Regions from separate parts of the Mus musculus genome. Here regions 2, 3 and 4 are each linked to region 1. The links are chromatin contacts, called in public HiChIP or PLAC-seq maps. All regions are on one chromosome and are shown on one strand. The core of a region is the stretch at or near the end of the contact, and the rest is flanking DNA. Distances in the headings are between cores, read along the strand shown. Region 1 holds the start of Apobec3 (apolipoprotein B mRNA editing enzyme, catalytic polypeptide 3). Region 2 holds the start of Sh3bp1 (SH3-domain binding protein 1). Region 3 holds the start of Gcat (glycine C-acetyltransferase (2-amino-3-ketobutyrate-coenzyme A ligase)). Region 4 holds the start of 1700088E04Rik (RIKEN cDNA 1700088E04 gene).

Region 1 (3,593 bases), core at 510-3,009:
TATTAGTGGCCTGGGAGGACCCCAGGCTGGACCCTTTCCCTCATAGCCAGCAGCCTGTAGAAAAGAGCTGGAAAAATCAGACGTCTATCAAGCCTTGGTCAGAAGAATGGGATCGGAGGCTTATCTCTGACTCTGGAAGGAGAGGTGACATCTGGGACTGGTTACAAGGCCACACCCAGGGGACAAGGCTATTAACAGATAATTGCTGATAACTGGCTTCAGGAGCCCTAATCCTGGAGACAGACAGCTGGCCAGGGGCTTTCTGTTGAAGACTGAAGACATGCTATTCTGTGATATGACTGTCGCCTCTCTCTATACAGGTCTATCCATCACTGGACAGGACAAAGTTGCTCAGGGTGAGGTGAATTGGTTCGAAAGACGGGCCAGGGAGATGGTTCAGCGGGTAAAAGTATTAGCTTTGAAGTTAAAGCCTGCATTTCCACCACACCCACGCATGCACGCACCACTTGCAGCTGGGCTGCCCACGGGACAGTGGCCTCCACCGACATCACAGGCACCAGGAGAAGGGACAAAAATCAGAATGTCACCCAAGGGAGTAGGCAGTATAACTTTCTTCTTATATGTAGGTTTAAAATACACTCACATCTCTCTCTTTCTTTTTTTTTTTCTTTTGTTTTTTTCGAGACAGGGTTTCTCTGTGTAGTCCTGGCTGTCCTGGAACTCACTTTGTAGGCTGGCCTTGAACTCAGAAATCCGACTGCCTCTGCCTCCCGAGTGCTGGGATTAAAGGCGTGCGCCACCACACCCGGCCACTCACATCTCTTGCCATTGGGCATGTATACATATGTGTATGTGTTCTGAATTAATATGTGCATGTCTGGGGGTCAGGAGAAGGCCTTGGATTCCCAGAAGCTGTAGTTATAGGTGGTTGTGAGCCATACCATGTGTTTGCTGGTAGCAGTTGGTCCTCTGTGGAAGGTGACAAAGGTTCTTAACTGCTGAGCCATCTCTCTCCAGTGCCAACCCCGCCCCCTATTATTTCTCTTTTTCTCTTAGCTGACTGGTGTGGTTCCGAGAAGTCTCCACAAGCATCCAGGCAATGGGTGTGTTAGGGGAATTTCTCTTTACCCTTTCCCTTTCCCAGCTCAGAGTGGCTACTTCTGGAAAGGTGGTTCACATTGCCTTAGAGAGTGGTCCCCTCTTCTCCCAGTATCCCCTGAGGTTGGGTTAAAACAGCACGGATATTCTAGGACATCTATCGAAAGTTCTCCATACATGGTCGTCCAAAGTCTGCTTCCATGGATTTCTCTTTAAAATTTGAAGCCCAGACCAGCCTAGCCCTGGATCAGCATGAAGACCCAAAGGCGAGTAACCCCAGACTGAGAAGTCTCAACAGGAAGAAATATGGGTGACGTGGAGAGGGGTACAGGGTGGCCAGTTTAGAAGCAGCTATAAGGTAACCGAAGCGGCTCAGAACAAGGACCCTCGAGGGGAGTGGGAGCTACGGAGTATCCTGGAGAATGTGAGAGAGGAATCGGGAGCTGGGGACCTAGAGGAGAGGCTCGGTATACAGCAAAATGGGGGCCACCAGGAAGAGACTGCAGTGAAAATTTTGGAGGAGCGGGGCCAGCGGTACCTGATCGGTGAATAGCATTTGCGATGGCTGCATCCCAGACAGAATGGTCCCATCCCAGCTCTGGGCCCCAGGCGCTGGGGTTGCATTTTCTGTGAGCAGGCTATGGAAGACCCCCAGAAGTGAAACTGACCTCCCGGGCCAAGTGAATGCAGGCCCCACCTTCTTCCTGCATCAGCTCCCGGAATGGGAGGGCTCTAGGCGATCAAGCCCAGAAGGCTCCTGCCCACCTCTTTGTCCCTTGGCTTGGCAGAGACCTGCTCCTCTGTACAGCGGCCCGCGGGGATCGCAAAGAGAAAGGGAAACTAACTGATGGTAGAGAGAAGCTGATGCCGACCGCGGTGAGGGTAGGACAGACGCCCCAAGGGTGGCCCCAGGCGTCTCCATCCAACCTGCCTAGACCATCCTGTGCCGAGCTTGCAGCCAAAGCTGCCAGTTGAACCAAGGGTTTGACTCTGTAGGTGTTAAGGAGTGGGGACCCTTACATTTTCTCCCTTCGGCTTAGGAGGGGAGGGGACAGCCTGGCTTCGCATTTCTAATTGTGGCTTGGATTTTGGCACCCTTCACCTCTAATTTCCCAACTGCCCCAGGTGTGGAGCTAGACTGAGATCAACGGGGAGCACAAAAATGGATCATTGATGGCTCCGAATCAGCCAGCAGCAGGTGGCCGAGCTGGTATCAGAGCCCGTCATCCAAGCTTGTTTCCCTGCAGATGAGGGAGACCGAAATGAGTTTACTGTTCTCACAGACCTGTGTCTCTCGAGGGCAGTAGCGTGGACCAGTCAAATGTAGCAAGTGCACGCTTCTGGTTATTGAGGTTCAGCTAGCGTTCTTTGGAGGAGTGAATGCACACGGAGTCAAGTAATCTTCCAGTGGTTTGGGATACACGTGTGCAGGTATACACGGTGCTCTCCACAGAGGCTCTGGGCACAGTAGCCAGTTCCTGTAGGGCGAGCGTGTCACAGCGCCCCCATCTGGTGGAAGGCTATCCTTATTTCTTTACAAAGCCAAACTTGTTGAACTTGGTGGGGGAGGGAGTGTGTGTAGTTTTCTACTGTCTTGGAAAACAAATGGACACAATATAACAGCACTAATGGGAAATAATACTTCAGTCGGAAGTAGACACATATAAAAAGAAAATATAACAAAAGTAGATCCAGAAAATGCACCAAACTCAGATCCAAAGGAGGACATAGTGCTAATAATACCAGCCCTGCAGCCAAGATATTCTGTCTCTTTCTTAATGTGGCCTTTGATGATTTATTTAACATCCTGAGTCTAATATTCTTCATCTATAAATGGGCATTTTAAAAAAGCTACCTTATTGGGATGCTGGCAAGATAAAATGTGGTTTATGTAAGAAACTTAGCAAGTGCCCAAACTGTTATAAGAAATGAATGAAAGAAATAGCGCCAGTCACTGTATTTATTTCTTTATTACATGTATTTGTATGAGTGTTTGTTTGCACCTATGTGTATATACCATTCAAAAGAGGGCACCAGGTCCCTGGGTACTGGAGTTCCAGATGGTTGTGAGCAGCAGTGTGGGTGCTGGGAACTGACCCTGGGTGCTCTTACCTCACCACTGAATCATCTCTCCAGCCTGTCCTCTATCCTCTGACAAGAGAGATGGGATGTCTCCTGAAGTGCCTTGGATGGAATTTTAATCGATCAGTGAACCTGGAAACGACTGCCTTGTACAAGGGTCATAGTGTGTGTCCTAGAGAAATTGGAAGTTTTTTGACGGATCCATTTCCCTATCTCCTGTGTGTTTGGTTTAGTGAGAAATTACTAAATACCCCTACAGTCGCGATGCCATTTTGTATTCTCCATGCCAGATGCCCCCTGCCTGGCATCTAGTGATGTCGCTCATTTCATCTTAATCACCAATGGATTTATAGTGATATAGTGAGGTGGTTCGGTTGTTTTGCTCTGCTTTGCTTTTTGAGACACACGGTCGCTAGGTAAACAAGGCTGAACTTGGACTCCAGATCTCTGTG
Region 2 (3,593 bases), core at 355-2,854, 990 kb after region 1:
AGGACTGTATACTGTGTCTCCCCTAGAACAAGAATCACTTTTCTCTTCCCTCCTGGGCCTTCCCTGGCCAGCAGGGAATGACACAACCAGGCCCTTGACTGCTGTCCCCGCCTGCCAGCCTCTATACTGACAGCCTGCATGGGCCTGCCTCCCAGCCCAGCCCGCCCAGGCCCAGGCACGTACCTGCAGCAGGTCCTCACCCAAAAACTCGGCAGTCTCCGGGGTGCTGTGGGGGAAGGGGGCTTTGGATGAGTCAGTCTGGGTTAGGGAACCCACTGCCTCCCTCTAACCCCTGCACATGGAACCTGAACCCAAGATGCTTCCAGGACCCACCAAGCCTGGGTGGCCCGTCCACATCGTAGCTGGAGCACATTCCATGGTAGTTAAGAGGATGCATGCCTGCTTCCTCCTCCACCCAGGGCTGTGTCCTGGGAGAGGGTGGACCCATGACACCGAAAAAAGCAGGAGGGAGCTACCCAGGGCCCAACTTCGGGACAGAGGAAAAGTTTCTCATCTCCCCATCCCCCTAAATAGTTTGCCTGGCCCGGAAAGAGGAGGCCTAAGCTGGCCCCCAGAACGGGAAGTGTGGAAGCTGGTCTCCGGGGTGGCCAGGCCCACAGGCATACGACATTGGACTGCAGCTGTGGGCAGGTCTGGGGACTCTGCCCAAGGATACATAGGGACATGGGTTCAGGGCAGAGTGGCTTGGCTTCGTAGGTACATATAAGTGTTTGTGTCACTGCAAGGTCTGGATCAAGTTTCTGGATACACGGTCACCTCTCTGGGCCCAAAGAATGGGGAACTCCCAGGCTGGGGAAGAGGGACAGAAAGAAAGGCTCCGAGAAACTCCCCAAACTTCCGCTCCCATAGTTTTGGGGCTGGGAACCGAGGAGACCAAGGGGTGTCTCTACCTGAGCCTACGAAAAGCAGAAGCAGGACCAAATGGCAGGAGGCCCCTGGGTTGGGGGAGGGGACGGACACCCAGAGCAGAGCAGGCCCCTCCTCCCCAGGCCAGAACACTGCCAGTCCCTTCCCCCAGGGTCTGGGGCCCCCGATCGGCTCCGTTCCTCCCCTTCCCTCCAGTTAGAGGTGGCTAACTGTTCCCATTGTCCGGAGGGGACAAATGAGGTTCCAGGCAGCGTCTTGGCTCAGGACGCATTCTGCTCTCTGCAGCAGCCTCTCCAACCGGGAATGGAGGTGCCTTCCCCCGCTCCCCCTCCACCGCCCGCAAAAGCCAGCTATGCTTGTGCGACCACAGTGACTTCAGACCCCAGGAAACGAGGTCAGGGCTCTGGCATGCCAGAGGGCCGCTGCCTAGATATCTTCGACCTCTGTGACCAGTTCCCCACTCTCCTGCGCTCGCTCAGGTCCTGCGAAACGATAGCACGGCTAGAAGCGGGTGACACTCACCGTCCCGAGCTGCCCGTGTGGGCCAGCTGCCGCATGCGGTGCAACTGCCTCTTCATCATCTTGGGTCCGGGCAGGGGGCCGAGGAGTCACCTTGGGGGTTGAGGCTGGCAGCCCCCGGCCCAGCCTGCTTCCCCGCGCGCTTCGCCCCGGATGGGTGGGCGGCGCTCTGGCTTCCTGGGCCGGCGCGCTCCTCTGGCTGGTGCTGGCGCTGGCGCGGGCGCTCTCCTCCCCCGCTCACGACTCCGCCCCCGGCCCCCAGGTCACTCCTTTCTCCAAGTTTGGAGTCTCTCTCTCTCTCAAGTTTGGAGTCTCTCTCTCTCTCTCTCTCTCTCTCTCTCTCTCTCTCTCTCTCTCTCTCTCTCTCTCTCTCTGCTTCCGGGCCTCAACGACCCCCGGGTTGTCCGACCCGCCTGCCGAGTGTCCGTCGGTCTGTCTCTCTGAGGTCCGCAGTTGAGTGCGGGCTCTTCCTTCCCGCAGCCTGTCCTGTCACCGCGGCGGGTGGCGGGAAGCAGGTAAGCTGCTCCTGCCATCACCGCCCTGGGTATAAACAACCTTTGCTCTCTTAGAGGGAAAGGAAGGCTGCCTAGAAGGGACAGGCCTTCAGGACCTGTGCAGGCCAGTCACTAGGGGATGCTGCCTGGGGACTTCTTCTCCACCATACTATTCCCTGACCATCCCCCTTGCCTGCTGGACCACTGGCTCAGAACTTGGGGTACCTGGGACTACCAGATACTAATGTCCTTGGATCAGTCCCCAAAATTCTGCATTCATTGTGTATAGTAGCTTGGTAGGACAACTGTCCTTGTCCAGTCTATGCCACAGGGTAAACAAGATACCCTGGTCTGCTTGGTCTGCTCGTCAGCCCTTGAGGTCCTGTCACTCTACACTTTAAAGAGTCCCAAGCTTTGACCGCTTCCCCTATTTGTAAAACTCTTTCTCATTTCTTTTAGCAAATGTCCCAGGCGCCTGCCCTTCCTTCTTGTCAGGCCTTGATATGTATGGGTGCTGCTCTGAACCCCCAAACCCGATTTTCTCTTTGAAATGTTCCGCTGAACACCAGCCTGAGCATACAATAGGTGTTCATAGCTACAGAGCAAGAGAGCCGGTGGGCAACTGCAAGCTGACTTCAGTATGCACCCTTCAGGCTTGGGAGGGGGAAGGGTGACTACAGGAAGCCCTGTGCACCACACCAAGCTTTGCTCTCTTAGTTTCAGTTCAGAGCCATACCACTTGAGCACCTACTGTGTGGGGGTAGAGAGTTGGTGTGCTCCTCAAAGACTTCCCTTTGCTCCAGACATCTCTGTGTACCCAGCACAGGTCTGGCACATGGTGTTCACTCAGCCGCTTTCCCCATTTAAGAAGTCCTATCGAGTGTGGGAGGAGCCCAGAGGGGTCCCAGCAGCTGCTGCAGCCAGAACATACTGGCCAGGAACAGCCACAGCCTCTCATCAGTGGAATCCTGGCTCTCTGATGGGGAGTTGAGAAGGCAGAGCAGCTTCCTTGTCTTTCTTTTTCCGATGGGAAGGAAGGCTGCTGCCCAGTGTTTGGAGAAGAGATGGCAAAAGATTCTAAAGAGGGGGCTGGAGAGATGGCGCAGCAGTTAAGAGCACTGACTGCTCTTCAGTGGTCCTGAGTTCAACTCCCAGCAACCACATGGTGGCTCCCAACCATCTGTAATGGGATCTGGTGTTCCCTTCTGGCCTGCAGGCATGCATACAGGCAGAACACTGTATACTTAGTAAATAAATAAAAATCTTTAAAAAAAAAAAAAGATTCTAGAGAGGTGTCAGCCTTGGGGAGATACTAGAGTGGTATAGACCTGGCCTCCTAATGGGTAAGACAACATCTTGCTTCTAGTCCTGGCCCTTTTTTTCTCCATCCTCCCGGTCCTACCCAGAACATTTTTGCGTTTCAGTTTTCCCTGATTTGGCAGTGGGTACATTCTACCGGATGAGCCTTAGGACGATTCCCGCTCCAGGCTAGCACCTTCATGCCTCCAGGGAAGTCTCTGATCTCTACGGTGCTTCTGCCTTCATGTCCAGGGTTGGTCTGAAAGGTACTTCAAGGCAGTCCTGGCTTATACCCTACGCCTTCTTGGCTTGTCCCGGCCTAGCCCTAACTAGCCTGGGGAGGGGACAGCTCCCTTGGCTGAAATAGCAGGTTTCTTTTTTGTTTTTTTGTTA
Region 3 (3,593 bases), core at 437-2,936, 860 kb after region 1:
AAAGCTAATAAGGTGGGGCTGGAGAGATGGCTCATCGGTTAAGAGCACTGAGTGCTCTTCCAGAGGACCGGGGTTTAATTCCCAGCACGTACACGACAGCTCACAAATGTCTTTAACTCCAATATCTGACACCCTCACAAAGACATACATGTAGACAAACACACCAATGCACATAAAGTAAAAGTAAACACATAGCCTACGAACTTGATTCTCCCAATGTCTCATCATTTGTGTGTGGTGTGAGTGCTGGGAATTGAACCCACAGCCTCATGTGAGCTGGGTAAGCGCTCTGCCACTGAGCCACATCCCCAACCTACTGATTATATATCTCTCTGAAATCACTCCGGGAGAGCTGTTTGGTCCGGCTGAAGGTATTGTTAGAAGACAAGAGGTTCATTTTATGGTTCTCTTTAGGGAAAGACAGGTACAGGCATGAGAACTTCTGCAGCCTTAGTCCCCTTACTTGCTTAAGACTTTAGCCTCATGGCTGGTGAGATGGCTCAGTGGGTAAGAGCACCCGACTGCTCTTCCGAAGGTCCAGAGTTCAAATCCCAGCAACCACATGGTGGCTCACAACCATCTGTAACAAAATCTGACTCCCTCTTCTGGAGTGTCTGAAGACAGCTACAGTGTATTTACATATAATAATAAATAAATCTTAAAAAAAAAAAGACTTTAGCCTCTTGGGAGGAAGCTGGTCTTCCACTCCAATATCCTGGGACACTGGAGCTGACCAGTGAAGGGTCTGGGGAAATCTACTTGTATTTCACCTTCTTCCTTTCTTATTTATTTATGTTTTTTGAGACAGGGTTTCTCTGTATAGACCTGAATGCTGGGATAACAGCATATTTCCTTTCCCTAAAAATTGGTCTCTCAAACCAGGCTTGGTGCTGTATGTCTTTGATCTCAGCAATTTGGATGCTGAGATCAATTTGGAGGCTGAGGCTAGCCTGGTCTACAGAGCAGGTTCCAGGACAGCCAGGACTACACAGAGAAACCCTGTCTCAAAAAACCAAGGGGGGGGGGGGGAATGGTCCCTCTTGCATACAGATGCCATCATGAGTAAAGGTGCAGCAACTGGAGCCCTTCACACACATCTGCTCAAGGAAAGTTTTGTTCCAGTCACTCCTCCTGGAAACTAGGTGTAGGGAGCTGAGGCAGCTGGATATCGCTCTCTTTTTCTCATAGGGTGGGGTCTCAGTGCAGCCTAGCTCTCTCACCCAAAAGGTGCTGACGGATTAAAATCACCTCCCTCCTTTGAAACAGGTTTAAACAGGTGGAGTTAACACAAGGAGGCCATAGTGTGCCCCAGACAGACCAGCAGCTAAGAGTGCACGTGCCTCTCCCACACCCACCCTAGGGCCTCCATTCACATGCAAGCCTTGGAAGGGCTCTTGGCCTCCTGACCAGGTACGAGGACTCTCAGGAGGGGAAGTTACCTCCCGAGATGCCGTCCACGCGGATGCTCGGTCCCTGGCGGGACGTGATCACACGCTCACTCTTCCAGGTGCCGGCTCCGCGGATCCCTTCCAGTTCGCTGTCCAGGATGCAGCGCAACTGAGCCAGCGCTGAATGTGCGCGGCGGCCAGGGGACAGCGCCCCGTGCCACATGAAGCTGGCCCACATCGCGCCCACAGGCTAAAGTGCGCTGGCCAGCCTGAAGTCTAGTGCTCCCCGTCACGTGACGTGGGCAGGGCCCCGGCAGCAAATCAGAACAACAGGAGCTCACTTTAAAAGGATGGGAGACTCCACCCGCGGGCGGAGCCTGACAGCGTCGGCCCGCCAAGAAAGGATTGATTTGTAAGTCGACACCCGGGAGGTCCGCGATGGGGAAGCTGAGTAGGCGGAGAAAGCGACTTCAACGCCTCTCCTCCCGAGACCTTGCCTACACACCTACCTCTCCCGAAGACCCACCTACGTGCCCAGCTGACCCTCCTGTTGGAGCGTCCCTGTCACTCCAAAGCTTTGCTATTCTCTGGCGCGAACGTGGCGTCCCCACATTGCCCGTCAGATCGCTCCTCTCTCCTCCAGTTAAAGAAAAACGCACCACTCAGATTTTTTCCTTTCCAGTTTTATTTTAAAGTTTTAAAATTACAACCACAGTAATTTCTCCCGGGCACTAGTTACACTTGTTTAAAAAGGGGTGGGGTAGGGTGCGCGAGTTTCTAATTTTATTAAAATAAGAGAAAGACAACTGTACAGATTTTTTTCTCCCAGCTCCCGAAGTGAGACTAAGTCCTAGTCTTAGATATGGATATATACATATACACACATGCACACAATCCTGCCTCTCTAAAGCTACCTAGCAAATTCGAATCAACTGGAGTATGTCTTACAGTCCACTCCCTGCCTCTCCCCCTCCTCCGCTACTTAGAAAAAAAACTCAAAGAGTAAAAGAGGTTGGAGGGTTTTAAGTGGCAGCTGGTAGACCTGAAGCGGCACCAAGCAAAGCCACATCTTACACAGGAAAGGGAAGAAAGGAAACGTACAAAGTCCTGCTAGGACGCAATCCATCAATCGTGTGGAAAAAACCCAAGTTTCCATAGGCACACTGAGGCACTTGGCTGATTACCCACCCCTCCCCCTAAGTCCACTCGCATTTAACCAGAGACTACTGAAAAAGACCCCTCCTTCCCAATGGCTAGATCCTGGTTGTGAGAAGCTATGGCTTCTCTAACCAGCTGTCACTTGGACCCCTTTGCCCCTTTAGACAATGGGGAGGCACTAGGGCAGAAGAGAAAAAGCAACCAGGTCTCCAACTTACCACCGTTGGTAGGGCAGCCCCAGGGAATTTTCCCTCCCTCCTTGGCCAGCTAGGTGGGGTGTCACCTGCTCCCCATCAAAGGTTTTGAAAAGCTCACGAGGGACAAGCAGTCTAAGAAAGTCTTGGAAGACAAACCTTAGTTCCTGGGTCCCCTCACCTAGCCAGAACTTTGCCAGTTCCTTCATAGTAAACAAACCACCGACTGAAACACACATCCTCCCCCCTCCCATCCCTAACCCCGTAAGAAGGTTAATATCAAATCAAGAAAAAAGTACGTCTCCATCATTACAAAGATGAGGTCTGTTTGCTGTCCTTGCACAATAGGTTAAGGAAAAAGGAGTCATTCCACAATGTCTGTATGAGGGATCCAAACTCTGTCCTCTTTAATAAAGTCAGAATAGAATGGGCAAAGGGTTGCAGATGGAATCAAGTGAGGAAATGTATTTACAGAAAACAGGAGGGAGGAAGGAGTGTCCCCAAGCAAAGTCTTCACTTCTTCTTGCTGGCCCTCTTGGCACTCGACTTGGCTTTGGGCTTCACGGTTTTGGCCTTCTTGGGTTTGGAGGCCTTGACTGGTTTGACTTTGACAACCTTGGGCTTTTTGGCTTTCTTGGGCGTGGCAGCCGGCTTCTTCTTGGCCTTCTTGACAGGGGTGGCTTTGGGTTTCTTGCTTGGGGCTTTGGAGGCAGCCTTCTTGGGCTTGGCTGCCTTCTTTGGAGTGGCCACTTTCTTGACTTCCTTCTTGGTCTTCTTGAAAGCCACCGACCTTTTGGGCTCATCGCCCTTGGCCAGCCTGAAGGACCCCGAGGCGCCCACCCCTTTGGTTTGC
Region 4 (3,593 bases), core at 777-3,276, 750 kb after region 1:
CCGTAATGAGATCTGGTGCCCTCTTCTGGTGTATCTGAAGACAACTACAGTGTACTTACATATAGTAAATAAATAAATCTTTAAAAAAAAAAGGGGCTGGTGAGATGGCTCAGTGGGTAAGAGCACCCGACTGTTCTTCCAAAGGTCCAGAGTTCAAATCCCAGCAACCACATGGTGGCTCACAACCATCTGTAACGAAATCTGACGCCCTCTTCTGGTGTGTCTGAAGACAGCTACAGTGTACTTACATGTAATAAATAAATAAATCTTTAAAAAAAAAAAAAAAAAAAAAAAGAAAAGTGTCTCTTTGTGCTGCCTGGCTGTCCTGGAACTCACTCTGCAGACAAGGCTGGCCTGGAACTCACTCTGCAGACAAGGCTGGCCTGGAACTGAGAGATTCCCCCCCCCCCCCCCAAGTCTCTGCCCTGAGTGCTGGAATCAAAGGCTTGCACCACCCCCAGCTTCACTAAGGATCTTTACAATGCTGAACCCTTCCCCTGGACAGCCAGCATACCTGGCTCCTCCCTCCTGCCTCCCACTCTGGGGGAGGGGATGCTTTTCTGGGTTCTCTTCCCCCCAAGTCACTCACTCACCATCTCTTCTCTGGTGGCAATCACTGCCCTGGTCAACGCCGTCATCTCTGCTTTCATTGCATTTTTGACTGTATTTTGTATGCTTGTTTTGAAGTCAATCTTACTGCACAGTATGTAACTCAGGCTGGCCTGAGACTCACTATGTTGACATCTAGTTCAGGACAATTCCCCTGCAGTAGCCTCCCAAGTGCTAGGATTACAGGTGTGAACCACCACGCCCAGACTCTGAATTCTGACTGATCTATCAGGACTACCATAGTTCATCTTCTCTCTTGATTAACATATACAGCGTATCAAGAAATCCTTTAGGTTCTATCTTTAAAATATATCAGGATCCAGGCATGGTGGCGCACGCCTGTAATCCAGTGCTCAGGAGGTGAAAGCAGGCAGATCTCTGTAAGTTTGAGGACAGCCAAATCTACACAGTGACTTCCAGACACAGCTAGGACTATGTTGAAAGACTCTGTCTCAGGAAAAAAAAAAAAAAAAAAGAACAAAAATCACCTGGAAAGCAGAGGTAGATGAATCTCTATGTTCGAACCACCTGATATAAGGTTATATTTGGTCTCCAAATAAATAAAATAAAAATATGTCCAGCCGGGTGGTGGTGGCGCACGCCTTTAATCCCAGCACTTGGGGAGGCAGAGGTGGGTGAATTCCTGAGTTCAGCCTGATCTACAAAAGTGAGTTCCAGGACAGCCTGGGCTATACAGAGAAACCCTGTCTCGGAAAAAAAAAAAAAAAATGTCCATAATCCAGCTGGGTCTGGTGGTTCATGCCAGATATATCAACACTTGGGAAGCTGAAGCAGAGGACTGTGTCGAATTCAAAGCCAGCCTTAGCTATATAGTGAATTCCCGGGCAGCCTGGGTTTCAGAGTGAGGCCTTGCCTCAAACAACACTAAACTTCATGCTCTCTAGAGTCTATCCCCACTTCTGCCACCTCTGCTACTATCACACCTAGCCCAAGCCCGCGTCTGCTCCCAGCCTTCCAGGCCATTCTCTGGGTTGCTTTTTCCTTCCTACTTCCACGACTACACAAGCTACACACCTCTGGCATTCCCTTCCAGAAAGAGAGCGCTCAGAGGACAGGGGCCACACGGACTGAACTCTCTGACCACTGTCCCCATTGCTCCGCGAGGTAGGAAGTTCTGAAGACTTCGCCCCACCAACCCAGCAGCTGGGCTAGCCTGTGCTCCAAGAGCCCTGCTCGCACCACGACCTCCCTCCTTCCGTGGCCCGTGCTCACTTGTCCTCGTTGTCTGACATGATGCCTTCTCCGCCCGGGGCGCAGAGCAGAGAACGCGCGCCTTTGCCCCTCGCCGCACCACGCGTAGTTTGCGCTTGCGCCGTGACCCAGGCGCAGTTACTTCCGGGAAGCAGCGGCCGACCAGACGCTAATGCGCGTGCGTGGAGGCGTGTCGCTAGTTACCATGGTAACAAGGAGCGATTAGTGAGGACGCTGACACTCTAGCTCCTTGGAGTTTCTCCGTGCGGAGGGCTCTGTCACGCCCAGGTCATCGCCTAAGGTGAGCGCTCCTCCCCGGACCGTCACGATAGGGACTGTGGTCACTGCGCTGTCCGGAGCCGAGGGGTCGGGCACCAGCTTCTCAGACTCCCAGGTTGCTCGTGATGAGAGGTCCGGATTGCGAAGCGTAACTAGGGCGAGTCATTGCTTCTCTCCCTCCTAGGGCCCTCCCATGGCTTCCCAGGAAAGGGTGGACTCGGTGACCAAAGGAACCGGGTTCCGCCGCTGCCGTAAGCAAGCAGGTTACACGCCGGGGACTTGTGAGCTGCTCAGAGGTCAGTGCATTAGGGGATCAACGACCCGAGCGGTGCGGTTTTTCCTTAAGAGCTTGGGATTCTGAAAGGTTCGGGGAAGAATCAAAGACCAGAGATGGAGAATTTTGGAATGGTTAGTTCATCTTTTACATGCACTTTCAATGAAGCCTATCTCCTCACTGCAGTGGGACCTTCACAGTACCAAATTCAATTCCCTTCACCAGGCTTAGACATTATACAGTCTTAGAGGTGTTTAGTGTCACCTTCTAAATGGTGAACACCACCAGGCAAAGAAACGTGCCTGTTTCTGCTCACAACTGTAGCTCCAGCCTCTGCTACATGAATGAGCATGTATGCACTTAATTATTCAACGACAAAAACCTAATGTGTGATTTGGATATTGTCCTAGGTACTAGGAATAGAGTGTTGAGAGGATTGCAAAGGACAACTCTTGCTCTCAGAAAACTGATAACACAGGAGGGTAACAAGAAAAATGAACAGGAGAAAATTATAGAGCTGAAGGTGTTGCTCAGTGACAGAGTATATTCTAGGCAGATGTGGAGTCTGGGTTTCAGCCCCAGCACACCATACACAAAAAAGTCTGTGTGTGTTACAGTTGGAGAGCTGGCTCAGTGGTTAGGAACATGTACTGCCCTTTGAAAGCTCATTCCCCAGCACCCATGTTAGCCAGTCACCAAAAAAGTGTGTGTGTCTTAGGCATATGTAATGGGAGGATTGCCTGAGCCCAAGAAAAGCTAGCCTAGATAATATAGTAAGAACCTATCCTTGAAATAAAATAAGGACTGGAAAGATGGCTCAGAGATTAAGAGCACTGGCTATTCTCAAGGACCCAAGTTCAATCCCCCACAACCATATCAGGTGGGTCAAAGCAATGTGTAACTCTAGCTTCCTATGAGTCAGTGCCTTTCCCTGCCCTCCACAGGCAGCCATACACGCATAGCTACACACTCACGCACGCGCGCGCGCACACACACACACACACACACACACACACACGACCTTTTATTTTTTAAGATTTGTTTGTTTATTTATTATGGATAGTGTTCGGCCTGCATGTATGCCTGCAGGCCAGAAGAGGGCACCAGATCCCATTACAGATGGTTGTGAGCTTCCACGTGGTTGTTGGGAATTGAACTCAGGACCTCTGGAAGAGCATCATATATGCTCTTGATATGTGAGTCATCTCTCCAGCCCACA

Evidence for each region. HiChIP or PLAC-seq counts read pairs in DNA pulled down with a chosen protein or histone mark.
Region 2: a contact with region 1 is called in an H3K27ac HiChIP or PLAC-seq map of bone marrow-derived dendritic cells, with 4 times the contacts expected there. The contact joins the promoter of Sh3bp1 here to the promoter of Apobec3 in region 1. A contact is called at or near these places in 1 of 39 promoter capture datasets (liver) and 2 of 115 datasets of contacts at active chromatin or transcription factors (bone marrow-derived dendritic cells and pancreatic cancer cells).
Region 3: a FOXA1 HiChIP or PLAC-seq map of pancreatic cancer cells shows a contact between it and region 1. The contact joins the promoter of Gcat here to the promoter of Apobec3 in region 1. A contact is called at or near these places in 3 of 115 datasets of contacts at active chromatin or transcription factors (bone marrow-derived macrophages, large pre-B cells and pancreatic cancer cells).
Region 4: a contact with region 1 is called in an H3K4me3 HiChIP or PLAC-seq map of bone marrow-derived macrophages, with 3 times the contacts expected there. The contact joins the promoter of 1700088E04Rik here to the promoter of Apobec3 in region 1. A contact is called at or near these places in 1 of 39 promoter capture datasets (liver) and 2 of 115 datasets of contacts at active chromatin or transcription factors (bone marrow-derived macrophages and memory CD8 T cells).

The regions. Positions count from the first base shown.
Region 1 is chr15:79,890,574-79,894,166 of GRCm38.p6, reverse strand. It overlaps Apobec3 (apolipoprotein B mRNA editing enzyme, catalytic polypeptide 3), which reads right to left and starts at 1,759. Exons shown (of 8, transcript NM_030255.3): 1 at 1,598-1,759. The coding sequence starts at 1,650. D730005E14Rik (RIKEN cDNA D730005E14 gene) reads left to right here and starts at 1,029. Exons shown (of 1, transcript NR_030675.1): 1 at 1,029-3,593.
Region 2 is chr15:78,897,779-78,901,371 of GRCm38.p6, reverse strand. Sh3bp1 (SH3-domain binding protein 1) reads right to left here and starts at 1,604. Exons shown (of 18, transcript NM_001316684.1): 1 at 1,411-1,604; 2 at 184-226. The coding sequence starts at 1,469.
Region 3 is chr15:79,028,967-79,032,559 of GRCm38.p6, reverse strand. It overlaps Gcat (glycine C-acetyltransferase (2-amino-3-ketobutyrate-coenzyme A ligase)), which reads right to left and starts at 1,686. Exons shown (of 9, transcript NM_013847.4): 1 at 1,440-1,686. The coding sequence starts at 1,626. H1f0 (H1.0 linker histone) reads right to left here. Exons shown (of 1, transcript NM_008197.3): 1 at 2,056-3,593. The coding sequence ends at 3,254.
Region 4 is chr15:79,139,684-79,143,276 of GRCm38.p6, reverse strand. It overlaps 1700088E04Rik (RIKEN cDNA 1700088E04 gene), which reads left to right and starts at 2,026. Exons shown (of 7, transcript NM_138581.2): 1 at 2,026-2,122; 2 at 2,285-2,396. The coding sequence starts at 2,294. It overlaps Polr2f (polymerase (RNA) II (DNA directed) polypeptide F), which reads right to left and starts at 1,952. Exons shown (of 5, transcript NM_027231.2): 1 at 1,843-1,952. The coding sequence starts at 1,862.